Regions from separate parts of the Pan troglodytes genome. Here region 1 is linked to region 2. Evidence: chromatin contacts called from public Hi-C data. All regions are on one chromosome and are shown on one strand. The core of a region is the stretch at or near the end of the contact, and the rest is flanking DNA. Distances in the headings are between cores, read along the strand shown.

What was found. A called contact is a pair of places that touch in the nucleus more often than the background predicts.
Region 1: a Hi-C map of induced pluripotent stem cells shows a contact between it and region 2, with 2.9 times the contacts expected there. The contact joins the enhancer-like site here to the promoter of TESK2 in region 2. A contact is called at or near these places in 6 of 7 Hi-C or Micro-C datasets (blood, induced pluripotent stem cells, a lymphoblastoid cell line and 2 more), 1 of 1 datasets of contacts at active chromatin or transcription factors (stem cell-derived excitatory neurons) and 1 of 1 other capture datasets (stem cell-derived neural stem cells).

Annotation. Positions count from the first base shown.
Region 1 is chr1:185,603,142-185,608,546 of NHGRI_mPanTro3-v2.0_pri, forward strand. All of the region lies in intron 4 of TESK2 (testis associated actin remodelling kinase 2), which reads left to right. Among named protein-coding and RNA genes, the nearest start is that of MUTYH, 21 kb to the right of the region's middle. Within about 2 kb of position 3,285, at least 6 of the 24 cell types and tissues checked have an H3K27ac peak or open chromatin away from gene starts, as enhancers often do. A contact at or near this core is called in induced pluripotent stem cells, where this site is marked.
Region 2 is chr1:185,472,432-185,477,965 of NHGRI_mPanTro3-v2.0_pri, forward strand. It overlaps TESK2 (testis associated actin remodelling kinase 2), which reads left to right and starts at 2,000. Exons shown (of 10, transcript XM_009456279.5): 1 at 2,000-2,443.

The DNA.
Region 1 (5,405 bases), core at 2,035-4,534, 130 kb after region 2:
AAGTGTTGGTAGGGCCTTGTTCTCTCTGAAGGCTCTACGGGAAGATCCTTCTTGCCTTTTCCTAGCTTCTGGTAGGTTTTTGGTGTTCTTTGGCTTGTAGATGTCTCAGTCCAATTTCTGCCTCTATCTTAACATGACATTTTCCCTGTGTGCCTATATCTCTTGCCACTCTTTTTATAAGGATTCCAGTCGTATTGGATTAAGGGCCTGCCCTACTCCAATATGACCTCATCTTAACTTGATTACATTGGCAAAGACCCTATTTCCAAATAAGGTCACATTTATAGTTACCTTACCAGGGTTTAGGACTTGCATGCATCTTTTGGGGGGATGTAATTCAACCCCCATTAGATCATATTATACCTTTACCTATAAACCTTCAGTGGCCCCTGTGGTCTGCTGAATTAACTGTAGATGCTTCATCTTGGTATTCCAGAACTTCTGCACTAATAACAAATATAATAATAATAATAGAAATAGTCATAACTGACATATTGAGCACTTTCCTTGACATTATTCTTAGCATTTTACATGTATCAACTTACTGAATCTTCACAACAACTCTGTGGGTTAGGCACTATTATTATTCCCATTTTATAGATGTGTGTTAAACAAACTGAATAACCAACTCAGGGCTCTACAACTATTATAGTCTGAGATGAGATTCAATCCTAGCCAGCCTAACTGCAGTCCCCACTATATTATACTGCCCATCTTAACTTTTTAGCTTCATCCTTTCTCCCCTACTTATACAGAAAAAAAAAAAAAAAAAAAAGAATAATTACTAATCTCTGTGCTTTGTTATCTTTGTGTTCCTTTTGCATAGACTGTCTTTCTTATCCCCAACCCTGCCTATGGGTTACCATGAAATGGAATTAAATCCTCAACAATGAGTGAATATTAGCCAGGCCTAGGTGGGGAAAGGGGAAGGATATTAGAGGTAAAGGGACCAGCAATGTGTACAAATGTGCAGGTGAGCAGGAGTCAGACTTTTATAAGCAGGAGTGAAAGGCTTTGTGTGCCTTTCTAAGGATTGTGGGTTTTATCCTACAAGTAATAGCACATCACTGAATAATTTTAACAGGAGAGTGGCTTCAGGTTGGCATTTCAGAAAGATTGTCTTGGCTATATTGTGGAAAATGGATTGGAATGAGGGCTAAATCTTTTCAAGATGCAAAAGGGGGCAAGAAAACAGGTTAGAAAGCTAATGGAATAACCTAAGGGAGGCGTGAGAATGATAAGTTATTGACAGTGGGTTCTACCTGTTGTAAAAAATGAAAATAAATTTTAAAAAGATATTGTTAATTGGGAGAATGAGTTGTGTACTATGAGCTAAACACCAAACTGGACTGACTTTGTATTTAGACCTTATCTCTTTAATTACTCCTTGCCTTTGAACAAACACCAAATCTTGCTGATTCTACCTCTAATGTCTCTGAGATAATAACCTCCTTTCCATTCTTGCTGCCATTGTCTTATTCAGGCCTTGGTTATCCTAACTCTTCTCCCAGCCTCAGTTCCTGACCTTTTCATACAATTTTTATACTACTGTTAGAATATTTCTATGTAGCATATCTGATCATGTTATTCTCCTGTGTGAAAAAAAAAAAAGTGTTAGTTGATTGTATGGCATCCCTACTAGACCATCTAGGCTAGACTAGTCTCTGTGGGCAGAGACTGGCCCCATTTATCTTTGTGTTTCACATTGTAGGTTTTCAGTGTTTGGGTAGGTGAACAGAAGGATGGATGAATCTTTCTCAGTACCATGTTGCTAATTAGATGGTAGCAAATTATCTCTGCTAGTTAGATGACAGCACAGTTATCTTCTTTGGGTAAATGCCCTAACTCCTGGCCAGTTGGGTAGATTTTTCAAAAAGGAATAATAATTCTTAGAGTTGATATTTTCTCCAGACCTTCTCTGAATGCCTTTGAACCACTGTTCAGAGATAAGCTTATTTGGTTGCAGGTATCAGTACACTGGTAATTCAAATTTTTTTAAAACTACCATTTTGTCTTAGTGTTCTGAATAGTTATAATTGGTTGAAACTACTGTAGCTGACTAGAATCAGCAAGAATTGGGAACTGGAGTCCTGGGTGCATTTACCTCAGAGAGAGGTACATATTCCCTAGAGCCAGTCCAGAATATTCTCTGTATGGATATGTTTATGTGCTTGTCTGTGCCTGAATTGGTACCTACCAGACCCTATAGGGATATGTGGGAAGAACCTATACTCTTTAGCCTAGGCAGTTGTCTTAGTCCATTTGTGCTGCTATAAGAATATATCATAGACTGGGTAGCTTATAAACAACAAAAATTTATTTCTCACACTTCTGGAGGCTGGGCAATCTAAGATCTAGGCACAGGCAGATTCAGTGTTTGGTGAGGGCCTACTTCATGGTTCATAAATGCCTGTCTTTTTGTTGTGTCCTTACATAGTGGAAGGGACTAAAGAACTATGGGGACACTTGTACACACACTATCGTGGTAAAATACATATAACATATAATTTACCATCTTTTTTTTGAGTGGGGGTCTTGCTATGTTGCCCAGGCTGGTCTTGAGCTCCTGGCCTCAAGCGATCCTCCCACATCAGCTTCTCAAAGTGCTGGGATTACAGGCGAGAGCCACTGTGCCTGGCCAAGAGACAAGTTCTTACTCTCATATGGAAGTGGCAGTAGGGGGAGGAGTGCTCAATAAATGTTTGTAGAAATAACCTGAATTGATATTCCTGAGTGGAGAACTGAGTGTCCACTTCTCTGTGCCTTTGGTGATTTTAAAAAAGATGTTGGCATATGATTTCTTGCATTTTAGTAATAAAGGTTTATTTACATAATATAGTTGAATTACGAATACACTTTAAAAAGTTATTGAGTGCCTTCTAGGAAAAGGCTGTATATATTTAATGAAACCAAGTATCAAACACAAATGAAATGGAAGAAACTCTGTTATTTTATTAGACAGTGAGGAAGTGAGGCAAGTTTTGGTATAGGTAAAGTTGGTATAGAAAAAGGTAACAGCCACTGAGAGGTATTGAAGTATCTATAACACATTTTATTGACTGTATTACAGTTTTCTAACTTGAAAGGTTAAAATAACAACAATTAAAAATATTAAAACTTCTGTATTAATTAAATGTATTACCAATGCCTTGGGTCATTTTATAGGGCTGACCGAGGGAGTAGTCTAGCTGAAAATGAAAGCAAAGCAGCTGTTATCCCCATCCGGGAAAGCTGAACATGCTAATGCAGTTGCTCTTGTCTCTGCTTCCTGCAGAGGGATTTGTTTAGAGGCCACACCAGCTGAGTCTGCACTGGGAGTTGCTTATGGAGAAGTGAACATTCCAGCTAATGGGCACAGAGACCGTGTAGCAATCTTCTGGCTGGGTGCGGTAGCTCACGCCTGTAATCCTAGCACTTTGGGAGGCTGAGGCGGGTGGATCACCTGAGGTCAGGAGTTCGAGACAAGCCTGGCCAACATGGGAAAACCCTGTCTCTACTAAAAAATACAAAAATTAGCTGGGTGTGGTGACACGAGCCTGTAATCCCAGCTACACGGGAAGCTGAGGCTGGAGAATCACTTGAACCTGGGAGGTGGAGGTTGCAGTGAGCCGAGATGGCGCCACTGCACTCCAGCCTGAGGGACAGAGTGAGACTCCGTCTCAAAAAAAAGAAAGAAATCTTCCTTGTTGACAAATCTCAAATTTCCTTTTCTTATGCATGCAGAGGTCTTGAAACATTGAGAAGCGGTTTCTGAGGGCCTACAGGCTTATCAGCCCAACTAATGTACTCACCAAAGGCAGGCAAGAGAAATGGGTTGTAAAAGCAAATTCCATTTGTTTTCCCTCTCTGGTCCTTGGTTTGCACTTTTTCCAGTTTGCCTGGAGAAGCCAGAATCTATTAGCCAAGTGTGATTCCTCATCTTTTGTCACCTTTTCCTGTGCTCTCCACCCTCTGGCTTTGCATATGGATTTCCAGGGCCTTCAGAGACACTGCTGAACAGAGTAAACAAGTGTTTCCCAGAACCAAGAGTCCTGGTCTCACCTGGCCTATAGAGAGTGCACATACAGTCTTTTCATTATAGTGTCTTCTGCCTGGCACTCAGTTGGGAAACCTGAGTGGCTCCTGAAGACAGGCCCGACATATCACACTGTCATCATGCTAAAGAAGTGAACCACTGCCTACCTTTTGACTTTCAGAGCTAAAGAAATCTGCCTGCATGATTAGATGTCAGCTTCACTGCCCACTTATAACCCTGAAGTTCACAAGCTCAGTTTCTTTTCAGCAAATGGGCACCTCAAATGTGAATCTTGGGCAGATTCAACTAGAATGAAGAGAGCAAGGCGCTGTGCTTATGCCGTCATTATGCCTTATTTTAAGATTTTCAAAGATGGATTATCAAGCAGGATGAAGCAGATCAACAAGTTTCCCTTTTGAGAAGTTGGAAGATTTATTTTTAGTCATTCTTTCTGTCTTGCCAAAACTGGTCCGACGCTTCCAAGGATCTGAAGTGCTGCATGGTGCTGCCCCCAACTGGTTCTTTTTGGTGCTTATATTATTACCACATCAGAAAATACATGACATTTAAATTTTTTTCGAAGCGCTTTCACATATTTTATTTTATTATTATTTTTTTGAGACAGAGTCTCACCCTGTTGCCCAGGCTGGAGTGCAGTGATATGATCTCTGCCCACCGCAACCTCTGCCTCCAAGGTTCAAGTGATTCTCGTGCCTCAGCCTCCCAAGTAGCTGGGATCACAGTCGTCTGCCACCATGCCCTGCTTATTTTTGTATCTTTAGTAGAGATGGGGTTTCACCATGTTGGCCAGGCTGGTCTCGAACTCCTAGCCTCAGGGGATCCACCTGCCTTGGCCTCCCAAAGTGCTAGGAATACAGGTGTGAGCCATCTCGCCTGGCCAACTTTTACATATTTTTTTTTCAAGACAGGGTCTCACTCTGTTGCCTAGGCTGGAGTGCAGTGGCTCAATCTCACTTCACTGCAGCCTCCGCCTCCCGGGTTCAAGTGATTCTCCTGCCTCAGCCTCCCGAGTAGCTGGGATTACAGGCACTCACCACCATGCCCGGCTAATTTTTGTATTTTTAGTATAGATGGGGTTTCACTATGTTGGCCAGGCTAGTCTTGAACTCCTGACCTTAGGTGATCTGCCCGCCTTGGCCTCCCAAAGTGCTGGGATTACAGGCATGAGCCATGGCGCCTGGCCAACTTTCACATACTTTATTAGATTCTCATAACAACACTGCAAATTAGGTGAATCAGGGATTATCATACCTACTTATAGTTGAGAAAAGTGAAAGATGGATAGCCTTATTAGTTGATTTGTCCAAGTTAAATGGCTATTAGGAGGCTGAATTGGGCTAGAATTCAGATATTTCTCCTCTTATCCCAT
Region 2 (5,534 bases), core at 750-3,249:
AGCACATGATTTGTTGCCAGAAGAATGGTACCAAAAAGCCTTTGGTCAGGGGGACTGGGCTGGGGTGATCTCTCTTCTCCCTTCAGAGATTCTGTGAGCTACCAATTAATCTTCCTAAAACACTGCCCTGTTTAGTTTATGGTCCTGCTCAAGAATAGCTCTCACAGCATAAAAAACAAAAGACAAATTTGAATATTGGCATTTAAGCCCAACCCACATGCAGCCTCTTCTCTCTCCAATATCTCCTACCACACTTCTTTCTTTCTTTTTATATTTTTTTGGGACAGGGTCCTGCTCTGTTGTCCAGGCTGGAGTGCAGTGGCACCATCCACAGCTCACTGTAGCCTTGACCTCTGGGCTCAGGTGATCTTCTGGCCTTAGCCTCCCAAGTAGCTAGGACCACAGGTACATGCCACCATTTTGGGCTCATTTTTTTTTTTTCCTGTACAGACAGGGTCTCGCTATGTTGCCCAGGCTGGTCTCAAACTCCTGGCTTCAAGTGATCCACCTTGGCCTCCCAAAGTGCTGGGATTACAGAAGTGAATCACTGTGTCTGGCCATATTTTTTTTTTTTTGAGACGGAGACTTGCTGTGTCTCCCAGGCTGGAGTGCAGTGGTGCGATCTTGGCTCACTGCAACTTCTGCTTCCCGGGCTCAAGCGATTCTCTTGCCTCAGCCTCCTGAGTAGCTGGGACTACAGGCACGCGCCAATACACCCAGCTAATTTTTCTATTTTTAGTAGAGACGAGGTTTCACCATGTTTGCCAGGATGGTCTCGATCTTCTGACTTCGTGATCCCCCTGCCTCGGCCTCCCAAAGTGGTGGGATTACAGGCGTGATCCACTGCTCCCGGCCCTGGCCATATTTCTTAAACTTTATGGCCACCAGGAATGCATACCACTTATACTCTTCCAGGAGGATGAAAGTCTTAAGATGTCTGAAAAGGGGTCTCTAACCCCTGGGAGTGCTAATACAGTAAGGCCCATACTGCTTGCTCTTGCCCTCCTCCTGTTCTAGTCTCTTCAGTCATGAGATTATGAGCTCCTGATGTCCAGGCACATGCAAAAAGTGAAGAAATATGTGCCTTGAACAGCTGGGCAGAATTCTTAGCTGGGAGCGGTGGCTCACGCCTGTAATCCCGGCACTTTCGTAGGCCAACGTGGGCCAATGACTTGAGTCCAGGAGTTACAGACCAGCCTGGTCAACATGGTAAACCCCGTCTCTACAAAATATACAAAAAATTAGTCAGGCATGCTGGCGTGTGCCTGTAGTCCCAGCTATCCGGGGAGGCTGAGTTGGGAGGATCATCTTAATCCAGGAGTTTGAGGCTGCAAGTGAGCCATGATCGCTCCACTGCACTCCATCATCCTGGGCGACAGAGTGAGACCCTTCTAAAAAAAAGCAACCAACAAAAACAACAAAAAATCCCAACTTATTCCCCACCAGCTTTCTTTCAAAATCTGTTTTCAAGCTAGCTGAAGTGTTACCTCCTCTAAGCTTTCACTTAACGGAATCTCATAGTCATGATTAATTGCTTCCCTAGCATTTTGTTTAGCTCTACTGATTGCTCTTACTATTTCAAGTCGGTATTATTGATATATTTTTTCCTCCTCACTATACTGAAATCCTGCAGGACGCAGCATTCTTACCGCTTTTCCTTACTCAGCTATACCTTGACCAACCCGAAAGCCGCGCCAGTCTAGTCCATTTTCAATTGGCTTTATCAATTACCAATCATTTCTGTGTTTAACATTTTTATTGGTCCATCTTGTGTTTACTGCCCCGCCCTCTAAGAGGCTCCTGGACTTGGGTTTCCCCCAGGTGTATTCCCTCCTCCTCGGTTCCGCCTTTCCCACACACTGCTTCTTCTGTTTTTACCTCGACTTCCTTCCTATTGGTTCCCTTCGTCCTCCGGAGTTGGCGCCTACGGCTGTTGATTGGCTTTTCTGGACGCCCATTGTGCCCACCCTCATACCACGTGGCATTCCTAGCGCTAATTGGGCAATTCCACTACCTCGTTTATCAGGAGTTGACGGTTGACTGGCTACTCTGAGGGAGGGCTTGAGGGGGGGGCGTGGCCAGTCGAGACCCCGCCCCCAACCCCCCTGCTGGGCCGGGTAGGCGTTTCAGTCTTTCGCGGCCCGGGAGCTCAGCAGAGCTACCAGCTGCCCTGTTGGTTTCGCTGGTCGGATCGTCCTCCTGGCCCCGCCAAACAGGCGGGGGGAGCGGCCCCGACTGTGGGGCCATGGCAGTAGTCTCCTCGTTCTCCGCCGCCGCTAGCCTAGCTGAGTCGCCGGCTTCTGCGCTAGGGGCTCCCACCGCCTCCGCAGGCTAAGGAGCCGCTGCCACCAACGAGCTGTGAGGGTTACTATGCTCCCTCTTTGCCGCCGTCTCCTCCTCTTGCCCGCGCAGGCACCCCTCTGGCTGCTCAGTCCTGCCTCAGGTAACGTGAAAAGAGGACGGGGTCACAAACCCGGGCATCCTTCCTGGCCCGCGCGCGCTGCCCCTCCACCTCCTCTGCCCCGGAGCAGAGGCGCCTGCGTCCCTCCGCACCCGACGGGACCCCTCGGCTTCCCAGAGGTCCCCCTCTCAGCGGCGGCGGACGCTCCCTTCCTGGCCGCTTTCCTCTTTCCTTCTCACTTCCCTCAGGCTCCCCGCCACGTCTGCTCCCCCTTAGAACCTGGGAACCCATTAGAAGTTACCTCGCTCGCATTAGGGATCTTTCGTTTTCTCGGAAAACTCTTGTTTCAGAGACTTCCAGCTCCCCACTGAGCGCCTCCCTGCTCGCATACCCGCTCCTGCCTCAGAGATCTGGGTTCCTTCACTTGACTTCCCTCCGATACGCTCTTCCCTCGAAAACGTTCACCTCTACCCAGGAAAACAATTCCCTCCCCTCAGACCCTACTGCCTTCCCCCTCTTCTTTCCTCGCTTGTCATCATCTCCCTTCCTTTCCCCTCTCTGCTTTTTACTCTTCGCTGTGAAGAGTGGACTAAGCCAGTGTTCAGATTTCGCTACAAGCGAAATCCAGGTTTGTGTAATTTAAAAATCTTTAAATTGTATACCTCTGAGAAGAACTTACTGAGGAATTTGGACTTTATGCTGCATGCATGGGGAGCCGTTGAAGGTTTTGTAAGCAGGAGCTTGGTATGATTGCATTATCTCTGGTGAAAATATAGAGGAAGGATTGAAAGTGAAGACCGTGGAGGCGGAAAGGCCAGGTAGGCAGAAAACGAGTGTGCTCATCCAGGCGGGAGGGAATGGCCCGAAATTCCAAGAGGTTTCAAAATAAAGTTGAGAAGAATAGTAGAAAGTTTCTGACTTGGCTGATGGTGTGAATCGGTAGTGTTAATTGAAATAGGGAACATAGTCTCCGGTTATACCACCCTCAACGCTCCTGATCTCATCTGAAATAGGGAGCATAAAAAAGCAATTTTGAGAGAAGGTAATAAATTTGGTTTTGAACAAGTTAAGTTTCAGGGTTTGTTTGTTAGTTTTTGTTTTTTTTGACGGAGTCTCATTCTGTCACCCAGGCTGGAGTGCAGTGGCACGATCTCAGCTCACTGCCACCTCCTCCTCCCAGGTACAAGCGATTCTCCTGCCTCAGACTACCGAGTAGCTGGGATTACAGGCATGCGCCACCACGTCCGGCTAATTTTTGTACTTTTAGTAGAGACGGGGTTTCCCCACGTTGGCCAGGCTGGTTTCGAACGTCTGATCTCAGTCAATCCGCCCACCTTGGCCTCCCACAGTGCTGGGATTACAGGCGTGAGCCACTGCTCCCAGCCGAGTTTGAGGTGTTTTGAAATATCACTGTGGGTATCTGGAAATTTGGGTCTGAAAATTGGGAGAAAGCTTGGACCTGGATACATAAATTTGGAGGGTCAAGAGAATATATGGGGGATATTTGTATGCCTTAGTATGGAATGGTAATACTGAAAGATGAGAAGGGCTGTGGACCAGAAGGAGCATCATTGTTTGAAAGGTAATAGACACTGAAAAAGAGAGATTAAAGGAACGGGACAAGAACTAGAACATAACAGCATTATAATAGGAGCCAAAGAAAGGATTTCAAGAAGGGGGGCGGGGCGGTGACTATCAATGTCACGTGCTTCCGAGGTCCAGCTGAATGAAAGTTAAGAAGCTTTTTTTTTTTTTTCTTTGGTGTCAGGGTCTCACTCTGTCGCCCAGGCTGGAGTGCAGTGGTGCAGTCTCGGATCCTCCCACCTCAGCCTTCTGAGTAGCTGGGATCACAGGCAGGAGCCACCACACCCAGATAATTTTTTGTATTTTTTGTAGAGACGGGGTTTCTCTGTGTTGCCCAGGCTGGTCTCGAACTCCTGAGCTCAAAGCTATCTGCCTTCCCCGGCCTCCCAAAGAGCTGGGGTTACAGGGGTGAGCCATCATGCCTGGCCTGCCCTATATTTAGCAATCAGGAGGTCACTTGTTTCCTCTGAAATGCAGTTTTGGTAGGGTGGGGATGGCAATGAAGGTAGTAGTGAGATCATGATGGATTGAGGAATAAATGAGAAGAAATGAGTAAAATTATTCTCCAGAGTTTGGTTGTGAAGGGGAGCTGGTTCTAGTGAAACTCATCTTTATTGAGAATATACTATATGCCAGGTACATAAAGATGCTTTATAGATCACAACAGCCTTGTGGTTAACATGTCAGTATCCCTCTTTTACAGTTGAGAGTACTGTGGACAAGGATTTGAGCAGGTATGTCTAGTTCTGAAACCTGTGTTCTTTCCATTATGGCACATGTGTGTTTTTCTTTTCAGTACAGGTGAAACAGTTCTGTAAGTGAGGGGAAAGTTCATCTAGGAAATATGTCAGTCAGGCATTTTGCCCTTTGACACCAAAAGGATAGTAGTGAAAATGGATAATGATGTGGTAGAAGGGAAGGAAAGTGAGGGAGTTTAACAGATGGCCTTATTGATGTGATTACTTATCTGTGGAGAAGTCAGTTTGGAGACTGAAGACACTATGGCGAGTTTCTGACTTGAGTATTATGGCCATGGGAATCTTAAATGGAAAATGAAAGAGAATAAAGATTTAACAAAAAAAATTGTTGGCCAGGTGTGGTGGCTCACTTTGGATTTTTTAATCCCAGCACTTTGGGAGGCTGAAGTGGGAGGATTGCTTGAGCCCAGGAGTTTGCGACCAGCATGGGCAACATCATGAGACCTCGTCTCTACAGAAAATTAAAAAATTAGCTGGGTGTGGTGGTGCATGCCTGTTGTCCCAGCTACTGGAGAGGCTGAGGTGGGAGGATTGCTTGAACCGGGAGGCTGAGGTTGCAGGGAGTCAAGATTGTACCACTGCACTCCAGCCTGGGGGAAAGAAAAAAAAAAAAAAGCAAAAAAAAACTCAGGAGCTAAAAGATTGTTGACCACATTGAGGGTCCTACTAGTTAGAAATAATATATTTGTAATGGGGCCCAGGAGCATGGATTTTACACTTTCTTCAACAGCCTAAGAATAGTAGGACAAAAAAGATGGTTGGATTGATTCAAAATGGAAACTTGCAGGACA